2 separate regions of the Manis pentadactyla genome follow, and region 1 is linked to region 2. The links are chromatin contacts, called in public Hi-C maps. All regions are on one chromosome and are shown on one strand. Each heading gives the region's core, a stretch centred on a gene start, on an enhancer-like site or on the middle of the called end of the contact. The rest is flanking DNA. Distances are from core to core; before and after follow the strand shown.

Region 1 (2,700 bases), core at 165-2,664, 130 kb before region 2:
AACTATGAGACATTAACTGGGAGCAATTAAAGAAAATCTAAATAAATAATTCATAGCAACAGTATTCATAATTGCCAAAAAGCAGAAACAGCCCAATGTTCAACAAGAGTAAAATGGTTTAATCACTGCATACTCATGAAGTGGTTATTACATAGCAGTGTTGCAAAGAATGACCTACTGCTACATGATGAATCTTGAAAACATAATGTTGAGCAAAAGAAGTCATAATCAAAAGTGGTTACCTTTGGAAGGTGATGATTAGGAGGAGATGTGAAGGAGGCTTCTGGGTTGTGGGCAATATACTCTTTTTTTTTACATGGTTGGTTTCATTAATGTATTACTCTATAAAAATTTATGAGATATAACAAGATTCAGGGCTTTATGTAGGTTATGATTGTATTATTAAATTTTTTTTTAATTTTTAGCTTTTACAAAACTACCCAGATGTCAAAAAAGGAAGGAACAAGAAATGACAGAATAAAGTAAAAGAATGAAATTATACTAATAAAGCTAATGGGGTCCACCACTTGCCAGCTTGTGCTAAGAAAACCTTTGGCAAACGTTCTTACTGAATTCCCATAAGACCCCATGAGGTAGATATTATTTGTCCCCATTTTAGAGAATCTGAGGTATAGAGAGGTGAAGTCACTTGCCAAAGTCACACAGCAATGCACTAGGTTTGTCTGATTCCGTATCTCACATTTTTAACCACTCATCACATCACTGCCGAACAAGTTCTTTCCCAAGGCCTAAGAACAAGCCAACACCTAGTAGCCAAAATAATAAATATTAACAAGGATTACCTCAAGTCTGCAAGGTAACCTAAGAAGCTCTTATCATCTTCATTTCTGGAACAAAAACAGAGGCTCAGAGAGGGAAAACCCGTAGGTCAAGATCGTAGCTAGGATATGATGGAGCCAAAATTCAAACACAAGAATGTCTGACTTCAGGGCACTGCCCTGTAGTTAAGAACCATGGATTCCCTCCATTCAGTACTTTTTGCTCTGTTTTTTGAGCACCTACACTGGACTAGGCATGTTCTAACCCCAAAACAGACTCCTACTGTATATAGCTCACATTCCAGTGGGGATGACAGTACATAAATATAGACTATGTCATGTGGTGAAACATAACCACTCAGAAACAGTAGATGGATAGTGAGATGGGGGCCTAGGTGCAGCGGGGGAAGGGCTCTGAGAAAGTGACAGCTGAATGAATGATGGTGGGCTGAACGAAAAGATAAGAAAGGATTCCTTTTCTGCGTCTGGGTTAGCAGAGGCTGAGTGGGTGGGATTATCTTTTATCCCCAAAACCTCTTCTTGAGAGTCAATTTTGGATGTAATTCTCTTCTTCCCTCTCTAGCCGGAAAAGCTAACGGTATTTTTTCCGCACTCTAAAAGGAATGAATGAAAAAAATTGGGGAATGAATCCTTCGGGGACCTATTAATACATCATGACTGGAGCCACAAAAGGGCGCGGGAGTGGTGAGCCAGAACAGCGCAGGACAACATCGTGACGCTGACGGGCAGCGTGGCCTGGAGTAGAGGGCAGAAAGGGCACGGCTTGGGGGCTGATAAGAAGTGGGGGATGGACAAGCGGTCCCTCTCCCTTGCTTGAGCCCATTCCACCGAAGCTTGAGGCCACAGAGAAAACTCCAGCACAGGACGCAGCCGTCCCTCCCTTTCCTTACCAGACGCAAGCCCTCCAACCTCCAACCCCGCCAGTACGCACGCGCCTGCTCCGCGAGGAAGGGCGCGCGCCGGGGCAGCCCGCATGCGCAGCCTTGCTGTGGCAGGTAACCGACAGGACGCACGCGCGCCTCGCCGCGGTTTGAGCCGACGTCGGGGGAGGAGCCCAGGCGGGGCGGAGTTCAGACGCCACGTGCGCTCTCTGTCTCGCCCCGCCCCTTCGCGTATTCTTGAGGAAACAGAGCCCGCGCACCTTTTCCCCTTGTAACTGCTGTTTGTCGTTCGCTGTCTGCTGTGTCCCGAGGCTGGGACGTGGCCCCAGGTGCGTCCTGGGGCTGTGGTGGGGTTCCCCAGAGTGGCCCTTCTAGAGCCCCTCCCGAAATCCTGGCAGAGCCCCCAAATCGTAGGGGAGAGTCCCCAATACCAAAGCCTTCCAAATCTTGTTAAAAGTCTTCTAGAAATTCTGACCATATCCCCTCAGAAATACTGAAAAAAACCCACTAGGAAATCTTACAGAGGACTCCTGAAACTTTGTCAGAATCTTCTAGGAGTTCTGTCAGACTTCTCCCTCAGAGCCTGTCGGGGACAACGCCACCCCCGCCCCCGGAAATCCCGCTACAGCCCCTGCAAATCCTGTCAGAAATCCCCCAATCCTGTCAAATCATGTCAGACCGCCAAAAATCCTGTCAGATTTCCCTCCCAAAATCCTGTCAGAGACCTCTAAAATCCACTCAGAAATCCCTTTAACGTCCTTAAACTCCCTGAACCCCCGCCTGGGTCCTCCTGCTGGAGTCTCCTCATCAAACACCCCCAAGATTGACCAGAGCCTCCCTCAATCCCTCACCAGGAGTCTGTCCCCCAAACCCTGTCAGAGGCGCCCAGTGCTGGTCAGCACCCTCGCAGGGACCCTTCCGCACTCAGGCCCCACGGCCCTCTCACTCTCCAGCGTTGTCCAAGCCCTGGAAGGATTTCTCTTCAAAAACCCCTTTTTCTAGGACGTTCTAAAAGCCTC
Region 2 (2,700 bases), core at 101-2,600:
GGGGGAATGGGGAGTGACGTAATGGGTAGAGCGTTTCTTTTTGCAGTGATGAAAATGTTATAAAACTGACAGTGGTGATGGTTGCACAACTCTGAATATACTAAAAACCACTGAACTGTACACTTTAAATAGGTGAACTATATGTTCTGTGAATTATACCAATTAAGCTAATTTTTTTTTTTAATAGGCCAGCAGGATTTGGTTTTGGCCTACTGACCCTTGACATAGAGGAAAGATGCAAAAAGACAAATTCAGATGGTGGAATGATCAACAGAATGACTGACTCAGTTTCTTCAATGACTCAATTACACCAAAAACAAACGAATCAACCAAACCAGGATGGAGTGGAGGGGATTGGAATGTGATTCAAACAAATGAAACTTTCCTTAAAAAAGGCTTTTTTGAGATACAGGATTTAATTATTGACTAAGTAATAGGTAATATTCTAGACTTAAAATTGCTTTTGTCCAGTGTGATAATGGTATTGTGGTCACATAAGAAAGTGCCCCTGGTTTTTACATACACATTCTGAAGTACTTAGGAGTGAACTGGATAGGATTTGCTTTATATAATTAATTTTTAAAATATACCTAACCAATATGACAAAAATATGAATAGTTGGTAAATCTGGGCCATAGAAACTTGTTATTCTAAATTTGAATATTTTCATAACAAAACATTAAAGTAAAACTGCTTAAAGGATCCTTCAAGGCCCAAATTCACACGACATCAGCAGCAGCAACAGGATGTGAACCCAGGACTGCCTGCTCCCAAAGCCCCAGAGAAAAATATTAAGCTCCACCCCGACTCCAGAGGGAAGCGGCTGTCAAGAACGTTCTGAGAAGGTGGCGGCGGGCGACTGACTGCACAATTCATCTCCGCCCTCCCACCAAAGCTTTCCTGGCCTTTTTTCCAGAGGACTCTACTTCCTCAACTGCCACTCCGTAGACTCCCAGAGTCCCAGCCTCCTCCTTCCCCTAGGACCCCGTGCTCATGGCCTTCCCGATGTGGAACTACATACAATCTTCCGAACAGCCGGCTGGAGGGTTGGCTGCCTCCTGGGGATGCTGGGAGATGTAGTTCAGCTTCAAAAGGGGCGCCTGGAGTGATCTATTAATGATTGACAGGTAGTGGGGAATTAGAAACCTTGTCCCTATCTCCTTAGGACCCCAGGACTCTCACCCAACGGAAAGCGATCCCAGGAACACTATCCTTCTACCGCCTGGAACTCACCTCACGAAACACTCCTCGATCCTTCGTTGCTTCTTCAACTGTGCCCTTACACCGGAAGGGAGCGCTGTTTTTCCTCCCCTCTTCGCCCGCTTCCGCCCGGCGGAAGAGATCGGAAGTGGAGCTGCCCCTAGTTGTGGAGAAGGCTCGCCTGGCTTGGTAAGTCCTCCCTTCTTTCTCTTCCTCCCTCCGGAAACGTGAGGGGCAACTCGAAGGTTCCTATTAGTGAAATTGGCGTGCATACAGGGCACGCTTAGTGTGTCCTAGGCATATCCCAGGGCGGGCGATTTCTTGCTTACTTGTACCCAGGTTTTGCGTCTCTAGAAGCCCAAGTCTAAGGACTAATTCACCCAGAGATTGGGAGACCCACTTCCCCACGTATATCATCCACTTCTCATGCTGTATGTTGAGAGACAATTGAGAAGAGACAACTCCTTTATCCTCATTTATAAACGGAGCAATTGAGAAATCAGAAGTCAAAGCTGTTCAAATCGCCGAAGGAAACAGGAATTTATTACAAATAAGTCCACCTACCCCCAGGGACCAAGGCATACAGTTCCTGCTTATTTCTAGATATCTAGATATCTGGAGACCTAGCCACTGATTTCCCTAGTTTCTCTAGGCAAGCTCTCAGTGGGGAAACAAGAGAGGAGGTACATGTTCAATCCCTTAAGTGTTCCATGGTGTCGGAAACCCTGCCTTCCCTATGGGCCTGTAGATCTTAGGCCCTTCATCCTAAGGTCCCTTTAAGTACTTTGTCTGTACCCAGAGTCCCGCCCAGGGCAGGTAATTGCAAACCCCGCCCCTCTGCCAGAAACCGGGATCGGGCAGATTACAGGGAAGGGGGATCCCCTCCTTCCTCCCCCTCCCCTCTCCCTACCCCCCTTAACAGCTGGCCTCGGCTTTCCAAGGGGGGCCCCCGATTAAAGAGGAGGGGACAGTGCTCACAAGTCTGGGCAGGTAAGTGAATGTCCCTGGAGGCAAAGCCTGGCTTGGGGACTCTGGTGTCCTGGCTCCCCACCTCTCTAGGACTCAGAAGTTGGGGCCCCAAAGCTCAGGAGCCTGGGTTCCCTGCTCTCTCCTCCCCCAGGATCCCCTGCTCTTGCCTCTCTTGTAACTCTGATCTCTGTGGGTGGATGTGGCAATAGACGTAGAGAGAGACTGGCATATGTGGAAAGTACCAGGAAGAAAGGAATCTGATCAACAATGAACATGTTTATGAGCACCCACTATGTGCCAAACCCCGTGCTGGGTGTGCAGACACAGTGAAGAAAGAGATAAGCTCTCTGTTCCAGTTTCCAGAGGCACACTGTCTTTGGTCAAGTCCTGCCTCTGAATCTTGCAAACCAGGTGACCTGGGCCGGCAAGTTCCTTTAGCTCTCTGTGCCTCAATTTTCTCATCTATAAAATGGAGATAATAGTTGATTTAGGTTAACTACCCTGAACAATGCCTGGCCCAGAAAACAGGCT

Evidence for each region. Hi-C and Micro-C count contacts between places; a contact is called where the count stands out from the background.
Region 1: a contact with region 2 is called in a Hi-C map of blood, with 2.7 times the contacts expected there. The contact joins the promoter of KASH5 here to the promoter of NOSIP in region 2. A contact is called at or near these places in 2 of 3 Hi-C or Micro-C datasets (blood and skin fibroblasts).

Annotation. Positions count from the first base shown.
Region 1 is chr15:913,496-916,195 of mManPen7.hap1, reverse strand. It overlaps KASH5 (KASH domain containing 5), which reads left to right and starts at 1,414. Exons shown (of 20, transcript XM_057492996.1): 1 at 1,414-2,010; 2 at 2,684-2,700.
Region 2 is chr15:781,820-784,519 of mManPen7.hap1, reverse strand. NOSIP (nitric oxide synthase interacting protein) reads right to left here and starts at 1,350. Exons shown (of 9, transcript XM_036885599.2): 1 at 1,234-1,350. It overlaps PRRG2 (proline rich and Gla domain 2), which reads left to right and starts at 2,024. Exons shown (of 7, transcript XM_036885878.2): 1 at 2,024-2,190.